Linked DNA regions of Mus musculus: regions 1 and 2 are each linked to region 3. The links are chromatin contacts, called in public Hi-C and HiChIP or PLAC-seq maps. All regions are on one chromosome and are shown on one strand. The core of a region is the stretch at or near the end of the contact, and the rest is flanking DNA. Distances in the headings are between cores, read along the strand shown. Region 1 overlaps Uspl1 (ubiquitin specific peptidase like 1). Region 2 holds the start of Rxfp2 (relaxin/insulin-like family peptide receptor 2). Region 3 holds the start of Wdr95 (WD40 repeat domain 95).

What was found. Hi-C and Micro-C count contacts between places; a contact is called where the count stands out from the background. HiChIP or PLAC-seq counts read pairs in DNA pulled down with a chosen protein or histone mark.
Region 1: a contact with region 3 is called in a Hi-C map of uterus, with 4 times the contacts expected there. The contact joins the enhancer-like site here to the promoter of Wdr95 in region 3. A contact is called at or near these places in 8 of 39 promoter capture datasets (the 3T3-L1 cell line, 3T3-L1-derived adipocytes, cranial neural crest and 5 more), 2 of 15 datasets of contacts at CTCF or cohesin (both in the NIH/3T3 cell line), 18 of 484 Hi-C or Micro-C datasets (B cells, the HPC-7 cell line, the MC3T3-E1 cell line and 12 more) and 6 of 115 datasets of contacts at active chromatin or transcription factors (differentiating embryonic stem cells, embryonic basal ganglia, embryonic forebrain and 3 more).
Region 2: an H3K4me3 HiChIP or PLAC-seq map of embryonic limb bud shows a contact between it and region 3, with 6 times the contacts expected there. The contact joins the promoter of Rxfp2 here to the promoter of Wdr95 in region 3. A contact is called at or near these places in 2 of 39 promoter capture datasets (embryonic stem cells and stem cell-derived epiblast-like cells), 1 of 484 Hi-C or Micro-C datasets (the N1E-115 cell line), 1 of 115 datasets of contacts at active chromatin or transcription factors (embryonic limb bud) and 1 of 9 other capture datasets (embryonic stem cells).

Annotation. Positions count from the first base shown.
Region 1 is chr5:149,202,297-149,205,890 of GRCm38.p6, forward strand. It overlaps Uspl1 (ubiquitin specific peptidase like 1), which reads left to right. Exons shown (of 9, transcript NM_001115149.1): 7 at 1,973-2,098. Among named protein-coding and RNA genes, the nearest start is that of Uspl1, 20 kb to the left of the region's middle. Within about 2 kb of position 1,600, at least 108 of the 459 cell types and tissues checked have an H3K27ac peak or open chromatin away from gene starts, as enhancers often do. A contact at or near this core is called in 3T3-L1-derived adipocytes, the HPC-7 cell line, the NIH/3T3 cell line and 5 more, where this site is marked.
Region 2 is chr5:150,017,008-150,020,430 of GRCm38.p6, forward strand. Rxfp2 (relaxin/insulin-like family peptide receptor 2) reads left to right here and starts at 1,668. Exons shown (of 18, transcript NM_080468.2): 1 at 1,668-1,903. The coding sequence starts at 1,861.
Region 3 is chr5:149,526,762-149,530,077 of GRCm38.p6, forward strand. It overlaps Wdr95 (WD40 repeat domain 95), which reads left to right and starts at 1,918. Exons shown (of 23, transcript NM_029440.3): 1 at 1,918-2,010. All of the region lies in intron 1 of Gm15997 (predicted gene 15997), which reads right to left.

The DNA of each region.
Region 1 (3,594 bases), core at 350-2,849, 320 kb before region 3:
GTGACACAAGAGGCTAGAGTCAACTTGTTGGTCTAAATTAACTTAAAAAAAAAATCTATGGCTTGAAGAATAGCTAAAAGGAGTTGTTAATTTATTTACTGGGAAGTTAGGAACAGATGAGATTAGCACCCTTCACTCTCTGGAAGGTTCTTAGCAGGGCGTCTGCTCTGAAGTCCTTGGCAGTGTTTTGCCCTCTGTTAGAGACAAGGCTTTTGTTTGCTTTAGGCCTCCATCATGGATTTGCTCTTAGTGTATGGTGGCATTTATAGTGTTCAGGAGAGCGGTCAGAGAGGCTGGGTACTTGTCTGCCTCGCCGGTCATTGCTCAGTATTAGCAGGAATCAGGCTGCCCAGTGCAGCTCACCCACCAGCAAGCCTCAACAGTCAGCAGGTAAATGATGAGGAGCGAGCGAGCGGTGCATAGCGAGTCCGTGGGATCTGGACAGCAGGCAGAGCCGAGCCTGGGAGAGAGCTGTAGAGGAGACTCACACTAGGACTTGAAATACTTGTCTACGCCAAGGAGGATTCTGCTCCCAGATTTCCATTGATTTGTACAAGGGGTCAGGTTTTCTGTTCATAGTAACGAGTCAGTAGGAGATCAGGAGACCTCTAGTGTCGTTTCTTGCCTCTGTGATTCCCTGTGCTAAACTCCCTAATCACTACGTGTGTTTTTAATAATATAAACAGGGCTGATGGTTAGAATCAGCTTAATTACAGCTTTTCTAGAATTCACAGGCTAGTGGTTTGACAGCTTTTCATTGAGTGGGTTGTGTGTGCCAGGAGTCACCTAGCCACTGAGAGTGATTTCTGTTGTGGCAATTCAGATGACTGGCTGCTTAGGAAAGTAGTTATGAACTCACTGGCGAGGCCAGTGACTCAGCACTCTGATCTTTCGGCAGCTCTGTGCATAAGAAGGAAAGTGGGCTCTAGCAGTGTTCGCACAGAGCTCAGAAAGCACCCAGGGGAAACCGGCAGCCACTTTGGTTTGCATCTTGTCTTTATTTCTTTAAAACCTGAAACTTCTTTAAACATTCTTTAATCTTTCATTCTAAAAAAAAAAAAAGCAATTTCAGAGTCAAAGCTAAGACAGGATGGCCTTTAATCAGTGTACGTTGGGGTTACAACAACTGGCTTCCTTCTCCTCTGACAGAAGCTAGTCAACTAGTCCTTTCATTTTAGTGCCTCTGGGTTTTGTGCCAGTATAAGGACTTGTATTAGGTTCCGTAGTTATATTTTTGGAGAGCATAAAAAAGCCTGGCCTTTGGAGGCTGGTGGTCCTGATTCAGACCCAGTTTATCTGCCACTCGTTGTTGTATGAAGGCCATGGCACTTGACACGGGAGAGTTGTTTGTCGGGGGAGTGTAATGTGATACTTGCTTTAATGAAAATGTTTTTACTAGAGTTGATGCAACTAAGATTTAGTATACTTGGCTGACGGTTGAAGATGGCTTTTAACTGTCGCCGTTTTCCAAGTGATTGCCCCCACCCCCAGCCCCCCAGCAGATGAAAAGTTTAAGTTTGTATCTGTTTGAAGACAGTACTCTCTTTGTTGTCAGTGATGCTAAGCCACTTTGCATCACAACTCAGCCTGAGTCAGACAGCCTGAGAGTAACAATGTTCACCCAGAGCCTCTGATGGCTCCTCACTAGGTAGCTGCCAGTACATTGGGTATGGAAGCTGGGGACTGATTCTACAATGTGCTAAGTGGAGACCAGGGGTGGCCCTGAAATAACCAGTGTGCTCAGCAGGGCATCAGCAGTGATTCTCTGGAGCATTAGTGGAGGGAAGCTCTGCTGGTCACCCTTCTGTGCATGTCAGTTGGTGTGGAGGCTCCAGTGTCTCTTCCGTGGCAGGGGAGGGCATGGCTGTGCTGATATGGGCGGGGCTGGGAGGCAAGCAAGAGCATGCAGTTGCACGTGTTAACTAACTCCAGCGAAGCTAGCTGAGGGATTCAAACTGTGCCTGTTTTTTAGGTGTGTGAAGAGTCTGGTCACCTTTACCAATATTGTTCCTGAGTGGCATCCACTCAATGCTGCCCATTTTGGTCCATGTAACAGCTGCAACAGTAAATCACAAATAAGAAAAATGGTGTTGGAAAGGTGAGTTTCCATTTACTTAAACATTTTTAGGAGACAGTGAAGATGCATGTACAGTTCCTCGTGTCGTGGGAAGGGAAGTAGTGAGCACCACTTACCCTTCAGAAGTTGGAGTGGACACTTACTTAGGGCCACCAGTTGCTTACCACTGTAAAAACTGAGGGTGGGCAAGCAGGACACAGTAGGCTTCAGGAGGGTGCTTAGTTTGTCTCTTGTAGTGTTTCTCTCATCCTGTTCCCTCTCCCATTGGGTGTACTTTTATGTGCATTTGTGTTTTACCTGCATGTATGTCTGTGTGAGGGTGTTAGAAGCCTGGAACTGGAGTTACAGACAGGTGTGAGCTGCTGTGTGGGTGCTGGGAACCGAACCCAGGTCCTCAGCAAGAACACTAAGTGCTCCTTACTGCTCAGCCATCTCTCCAGCCCCACCTGTGTGTCTTAATGTCTGTTTTCTTCCGGATGTCAATCAGCTTGCTGATACTTCATCGTCTTACAAGCTCCCTGCTGCTGGCTTCATTCTAAACTTCCTGCTGCTGGCCTAGGGTAGGCTCAGAGTTGCCATTCCGCTGACTCCTTGGCAAGCGCTGGGTCAGCTGTCTGTCTGTCTGCTGGGTCAGCTGTCTGTCTGTCTGCTGTAGGACTGGTGCTGCTAAGTGTGTGTACCTGGCCCTATCTGCTCAGGTGCTTGCATGTCCTTGCACTCTGAATGTAAATAGAACTCAGAGTAGATCTGCCCTTGTCGTTTCCCTCTGGTCAGATAGTGTACGTAGTAATAGAAGGTTTTGCTTTCCATTTGCTCTGTTTGCTGAACGGTTTAAAAGCTTAATACTCCCAACATGCAAATGCTTTAGGTCTGTGGGTCCGCCCCACACTGGCCTCTTTGAACTAGTAACTTTGCTGCTGACCTCCGTCCTTCCCTCCAGTTTCCTTTCCATAGCTCTTCTCTGGGCCTGCTACCTAGGCATATTCTCCAGACACGATCTCATCGCCTGGCCCTGGCCTCCCCCCTACGTTCCGCAGCATCTGTTGCATGTAAATACTGAATCTTGGAGGCTGTGGACAGATGAGCTGTCCACACAGTATGCCTGCCTGCTGTGTGGTGCTCAGCTCACCATTCCTCCGTTCTGCTGTGCTGGGTAAAGCTTCTCTCCCGTCTGTCTTTGTACTCTGCTGCTGTTGGGTTTGCTGTCCTCCTCCCTGTCAGCTATTAGCTTGCTTTGTCCCTGCTTCCTGGCTCTCAGAGTGTGAGTGAGGCGCTGCCTTACCCACAAATCTAGTCAGCTTGGCTGCCTGGGCCCAGGGTTTGAGATCTTCGTGTCAGGGCTTCTCTTCCTTAATACCGAGACAGGCAAAGGCAGCTGCAAGGCTGGCTGTTGTCCTGCACACACCTGTGCAGAAGCCTGAGCATCCTGGTGCTTATAAACAGCTTTCTGTCAAGGTGCAGGGGTTGACAATCCGCTAGATTTTATTATGTTGTTTGATCTGCTAATTGACAGCATT
Region 2 (3,423 bases), core at 418-2,917, 490 kb after region 3:
ATTTCAACCTCTCCCGTTGCAGGTCAAAGGTCAGCGTGCACCCCCCAGGATGCCGGGCAGATTTAAAATGCATTAACCACAAACACATCCAAACGCTCAGGCTTTCTGCCTTCAAATGTCAGTAATGAGCTGGAGGAGGTCTTAATTATTATTTATAGTTGTTGAATTCGGACTCTTCCTGGGCTAACATTTCAAAGATTAACTCTGAGCGGCCCTGGTGGGAACCGATGAGCTGGCTTTTGCAATTTCAGAAGATATTAAGCTTGGCCTTTGATATTAATGCAGAATTCTAAACTAAATTCTTTGAAGTCTAGACACCGTTTTCTTTCTCTGAAGATATATCCTTGTGGGAGATATATTTAAACTTCAAATATTGCCTTGTGGTGGCCAATTAATGGTATTTAGTTGCATTTTAGAGTTTATGCTTTAGACTTTAACACCAGATCTCAGCGTCCGTCATCTTGGCAGAACACAAATATAGGGTCATTTAATCAACAGGGTGGGGGTTTTTTAAGTGACAGTGGGGGGGTTGTTTTTTGTTTTGTTGGAGTTTCTTTGTTTGGGGAGGTTGGGGAGGGAGTTGTGGAGGCTATCTTAAAAGACCTCAAGTTCAGTGAACAACAATAACAACAAAAGTTTCTTTAAACCTAAGAGAAGATCTTCGAGCATTTCTTTTCCTGATTCCTTTTCCTTTGGTCCTGTATCAAGGGAGAGCATTGAAAGAAATTTAAGTCACTTCTTAAAATGGCAGAAGAACCAACTTCATTACGTGATAAATAAAATATTGTATATCTCTAATTCTGTTTGAATCCGTATCCTATCAAAAACTGGAAGGAAAGACAGAGCGAGGCTGGCCCCAGCTGCCAGCAGCCAGTCACTGCAAGCAAGCCTCAGACAGCCTTTGCATCCGCTCCCAAACCCTCCGCTCTAATCCACACTAGGACCCTTTCTCCACCGACACTTCCCAGGTAGTGAAAAAAGAAGTCTGTACTCGGACAAGAAAATCCTACTTGTCTTTTTGGGATGTTCTTTAGGATCGCACTGGGATCAACGGGAGTCCCTACACAAAGCGGACTGGTTAAAAAGCTATCTTTGGGGTGTGAGGGGGGAAGAAAGTCACAGTGACTTTGAGTAGATGTGGGACTCCGGATTTCATGCATTGTGGGGGAGTTCTGTGCTTTAAAGCGAGACTGTGATTATGGGGAAAAGTAAGTAAAATTCAAAGTATTAGGTGGATGCTTCCCCCGGCGAACACAAGGCCACACTTGTAACGCTCACCTCTGCTGAATGTCACTTGAAAACATCTCAGTATGGTCCTCCACACAGTCCTCCGTGTGTGTCAATGAGGACGCATCTCTCAGTTGCTTCTTGTATGAAAACTGCTTCTAAAGAGTTTCCCAGTTGGTCCACGGTAGATGTACGGTCCTTCACACTCTGGAATTTGTATTATGTTTAGATTTTAAGAATGGGTGCAAGTCACTCCAGGTGCTTTGAGAAAAAAAATATTAAGCTATTAAATGTTGCTTATTAATAAGGCTAGAGAGCTATTTACCTCTCTCTTTTCTTACACCTTACCCTTCTTACACCGTGATGAATGTAATGTTCAGAAACACCAGTCTACTTTTAAAAGAAAGCAAAGCTAGAGAAGGAAAGGACGGAAAGAGAAGCGGACTCCCCAGTGACAAGCGTCGGTGTCCCTTCGTGCCAAGGAGGTTTCAGCTGAGCATGCTCAGACACATGGGAGGCACCAGACTATCAAAACTCCTTCTGAGAAGCAAGGACACGTCTACGAACTCAATGCTGCAAATCTACAGCTCTTTCCTCTGACACCGGACACCTCTCGAGCGCACACCGGCCGCAATGTGGCTCCTACTTCATGTCATCCTTCTGACAGAGGTCAAAGGTAAGGCTGCCGCTCTCTCGCTACAAGTGACATAGGGTTCCCAGAGATTAGAAAATCGTTATGTAGTTCTGTGATGTTTACAAGAGACTCTGTGCGGTGTTTGGAAGATAGACATCCCGCTGTGCATCCGCAGAAATGGTCGTTAATTTGTCTGGCACACCGAGGAGCCCAGCAGTTTTCAAATGCAGTATGTATCTCCCAGAAACGTGACTTTTTATGTGTTAGAACTAAAGATGGGTTGTATTTTCTAAATCAGTGTTGACATATCAATTCGAGCAGGGGCAAGTGCTTCTGAGAGCAAGGGAGGATATTCATAAACTAAAAGATGCGTTTGTATAAACTCAACCTGTTTGAATATGCTCATAAAATGAGTGTAATTGATTGTTAGTGGTTATGGGGTTTGGAGTTTGGGTTTTTTTGGTATATTTGTTTGTTTTTGTTAATCTAAACTGGGGACTGCAAACCACAAGCAAATCCAAAAATGTCTGAGTTCACCTATATAAAAGTTATTAAAATATAAAAACATATACTCGATATAACTTTCTTACCTACTCTGAGATTTAGAAAGTTGGTGTGAAGTTCTCACTTCCCACCCAGTGACTTTCATGTGTTTAGGGCTACAAACAACTAAAGTAAAAACCTAATTTTGCCACAAGTTTATACACTTCCTATTGCTGTCCAGGGCACAGGAGCTCATTATTACTTTGGTTCAAAATGAGTTCATAGCTTTTCTTTCAAACTTTTCAGAATAAATATTGGAATTTGAAACTATCATTAGCCTCTTTTAAAAAATCAATTTAATTAAATAAGATACAAGTGAGCAGTTTTCATCTTTAAGCAAAACGCGCCGCTTAGGACAATCAAATGTAACTTCCGAGCATAAAATACAGTATTTAAGGACAACTACCAAAAGATTTTTAAATGTTTAAAATTTTATTTTGAACTTGTAACAACACTAAAACTTTGTTCCACATCGTTCATCAAAGGCCTTATCCACCCCCCATGTACCCAGAGCAGTTTCAATTTTGCATTCTAACCTCTCCTGCATGCAAATCTATTCTCTAAAAAGAAACAATAAATTCTTCTCTCAGGAAACCACAGCTTTAGAAACAGGGGTCTGATTTGATTTAAGATCTAAAAGCAGAAGCCTGTGTTCTGTCTTTAGTCATAATATTCAATTTTGGAGGATGGCTAAGAATGAGTGATTGAAAGAGTCCTTGGAATCTTTAACCGGTGCTCCAAACTCTAACCACCGCTCACCAAATTACCCATTCTGTGCACTTGAGTAGGCTTGCGCTGGCCTTTCTGACCCCCCAATCACTTCGAAGCGACTGCGTATGGTTTTGCTGTAGTGCACTGGGCTCTGAAAAGTGGGAGAGAAAGGGAGAAGAAAAAGATCATTTTGGATCTTTCTAAATGCCTGACTTCAGATTTATATCTTGGACCTAAAAATAGTTCAGTCCTCTGCTCCGTTTTATTTTTTGAAGTTTGTGTTACTTTCCCTCATTTTAAACCTTTCT
Region 3 (3,316 bases), core at 668-3,167:
GACTCAATGTTTTAAACTTTTCCTCTTGAGTCAGAGATGAACCGAAGCCCAGCGAGGCTCAGGGTGAAGAGGAAAGCTATTGTCTGGCCTTTGGCTTCCGTCATGGGGTGGGGCTTGACTGCTTAGCAACTGAACAGAAATCTGTGCCAAGGGAGGCTAAGAACCCCCTGTAAAGCTTGCCTCGGAGCTTGGCACAGCGAAACCAGATTGTTTGTTGGTTTGTTTTTTCCCCACTGCCTGCCACCCGTTCGTGATGTTACCGGTTACCGTGTGGCCCATGCCCCTCGGATGGCTCCAGATCACCTGGTTTCATTCATTCACTGTGTTTCACGGACTTTGACGTCCCAGAACGGAATGATCATCATTGTCTCTATAAAGACCTCAAACCAAGATACGATTTAGTGAGAAAGGGGACACAGCTGAGAGAGACCATGTCTGAAAACTAGGACTTGTATACATCCTCCATTAAATCTAAATTAAAATTAAGGTAGATTTTTTTTCCATCCATCTTGGGCATTTCCAAACTGACTTAGAGGTCTGGGGTGTACCTCAGTGGTAGAGTGCTTACCTAACATTTATAAGGTCCTGGGTTCAGCGTCAGAATTCTGTCTAAACTCCACCCCACAGTTACCTGGCAACAGGCAGGTAGGCCTGACCCACTATAAAAGGGGCTGCTTGCCCACTCCTCTCCCTCTTGTTCTCTTGCTCTCTTGTTCCCACTCTGTCCCCTCGCCTCTTCCCCGCCCCCCTCCACGTGCTCATGGCTGGCCTCTACTCCTCTACTTCTCTACTCTCCCTCTCTCTGCCTTTCTCTGCCTCCACTGCCCTCTTAACTCCCCTCCCCATGCCCTGAATAAACTCTATTCTATACTATACTATACTATACTATACTATACTATACTATACTATACCTGTGGCTGGTCCCTCATGGGGAAGGGATGCCTCGGCATGGGCCCGCTGAGACATTCCCTTCTCCCACACCTCACCACACCTCATAGCACATATCTCCTATTTATTTATTTATTTATTTATTTATTTATTTATTTATTTATTTTAAACACATCATTCAGGACTGAAGGAAGAAAGACAAAACTCATGGAAATGATTTTAAGTGATTCTTAATAATTCATATTTAAAATTACAACATTTCTGCTTCTTAGACTTCAACTACAGTTTCATCTGGTACTAAGGTCACCTGCCCAGAGACCTGGTGTGAAGCGAAGCGGTAGGCAAGACAGAGAAGCCCTGTTCTGAGCTGGCTGTCCTCCCGCTTAAGGAGCAGCTGTCTTAGTGGCCTCCCAAGCACCAACGCCAGGGCACCCGCGCCAGCTGCCACACTGGAGCTGCCGGAGTTCCACACCAGTAGAGTTTTATGTAAGGGCTTCAAAGCTACAGCAGCCACCGCAGTAGCTCTGACCTGGCCTTTCATGTCTCAGTCCAGACAAACGCGTGATTGAAGAAAGGATTCATCCAAGCCCGTGTCACATTGGCCATCTGGAAACCCGCCAGCCGCTCATTTAGCAAATTACTTTGTTTAAAGGCAGCTCTGTGTTCCAGCGTTTGTGCTACCAGGATGGGTCTCATAATTCCTCCGCCTTGGTTTATCCGCTCGGCTCCTCTCGATCTGCCTAGCAACTTAAAAGACTGTTAATGCGTGACAAGGCACTTGACCCGCATGATTTTCGAGCGGAGGGAGAGCATTCGTCTTGTGCTGGCTTGTCCTCTCCTCCAAAGCAAGGGCACGACGCCCCGCGCTCTCTGTCTTAATGAAGCCTGCCTTTATTAAGAAGCCCATTAAGCTCCACAGGGCCCAGCCATCCAGCACTGTAAATATTACCCCATAGAAATTCACATAGGGCCCTGGCGCGGGGTGGGGGATGGGGAGTACGGTAAGCGCTCACCCATTCTGCCAGTCTGGAGGAGACCTCAGCTCTCTGTTGATGGAAGGCTGTTGCTGTTTGACAGGCTGATGCCTCTTTGTTTGGAAAGATGAGTTAGAATCGTTAGCAGGTAATGTCACAAGGCCCCTGGGGTGGTTTGAATAAAAGAGTTGGAAGCAACCTGACTACAGAATAGCAATGAGTTCTCAGGTGTCTGATCTGGATTTTCTTCTTCCAAAAGAGGAAAGAAAGAGGAAAAAGGAGCCCACAGAGGCTGAGATGGTTTCTTATCAGGATGTTGCGGGTCACTTTGTCCTGATATGGTTTATCATCTGTCATTGACCAGGGCAAATGATCTTGGTGACTGTTGTTTCCATAAATTGCTCATCTGGGGTCGTGGTATTCTTAAGTCTGGAAGCTAGAAGCTCAAATCAGTGAGTGGATCAAAGACATATCGTGTGTTCAGTATCTAGCTAGGCCCTTTAAGGGGGCGGGGGGGGGGGGAGGATCACACAATAAATGTGCTTTGGGAAGTTTTTTTTTTTTTTTTTAAAGTGTGTCTATTTAGTGACTAGTAAAGACTCGGACTGGGTGTCAAATGTTGATGTGATTTGGGCCAAGGTTGCCTTAGTCCTCTCTTGGAATTATTTTTAGAGGTAACTGAATTAGTGATGACATATAGTAAGAACTCAACCGTGCTACTTGATATGTTTTGTAAAGCGCGGTATGCTTCACTGGGAGGGGGTGTCTTAGTGGGTGCCCCCTGTCCCCAGGTACCAGTCATACAACACGGGTCTAGTATAAAATGTTCACTTGAGGCATGGGAAGGGGGTTGAGAAAGGAGTTGAAGTAGAGAAAAAGAAGGGACAGAAAAAGATGGGGAGAGGGAGGGTGGGGGGGTCAGAGAAAGAGAGAGAGAGAGAAAGGGGTCAGAGAGAGTGAAGAGAGGCCAAACAGTTCTTTTTATAGCAACCCAGGCTCCCACCTGGCTGTTGCTAGGTAACTAACTGTTGGGAGGAACCTAGAAGGAATGCTAACGTGCTAACACTAATAACACCAGGTATGGGATAGCTATCCTCGGTATTGGCACCGCTAAAGTAGTCACTGGACTGGATCGAGGGAAGAGAGCTTTATGAGCCAACTCCATACATGTACCAACTCCAGGTAGGGAGAGGGCGGCCTGTGAATGGCACTGCATAAACCGGGCACAGCCTTGGTGGGCAGGGAAAGAAGTGGGTAGGTAGCTAGGTGGACTGGAAGGAAGCTCGAGTTCAGAGCACAGGAGTGGAGATGATGAACGAATGAGGGGCTGTGTTGGTGGAGGCTTGAAGGCTAAGGGGTCTCAACATGATCTAGCTGGTAACAAGCTGCCATCTTGCTTTCTTGCAGGAGAGCCGCAGAGAGCTCTGGGTCGGTAAGGGAGAAGATGGAAGCTA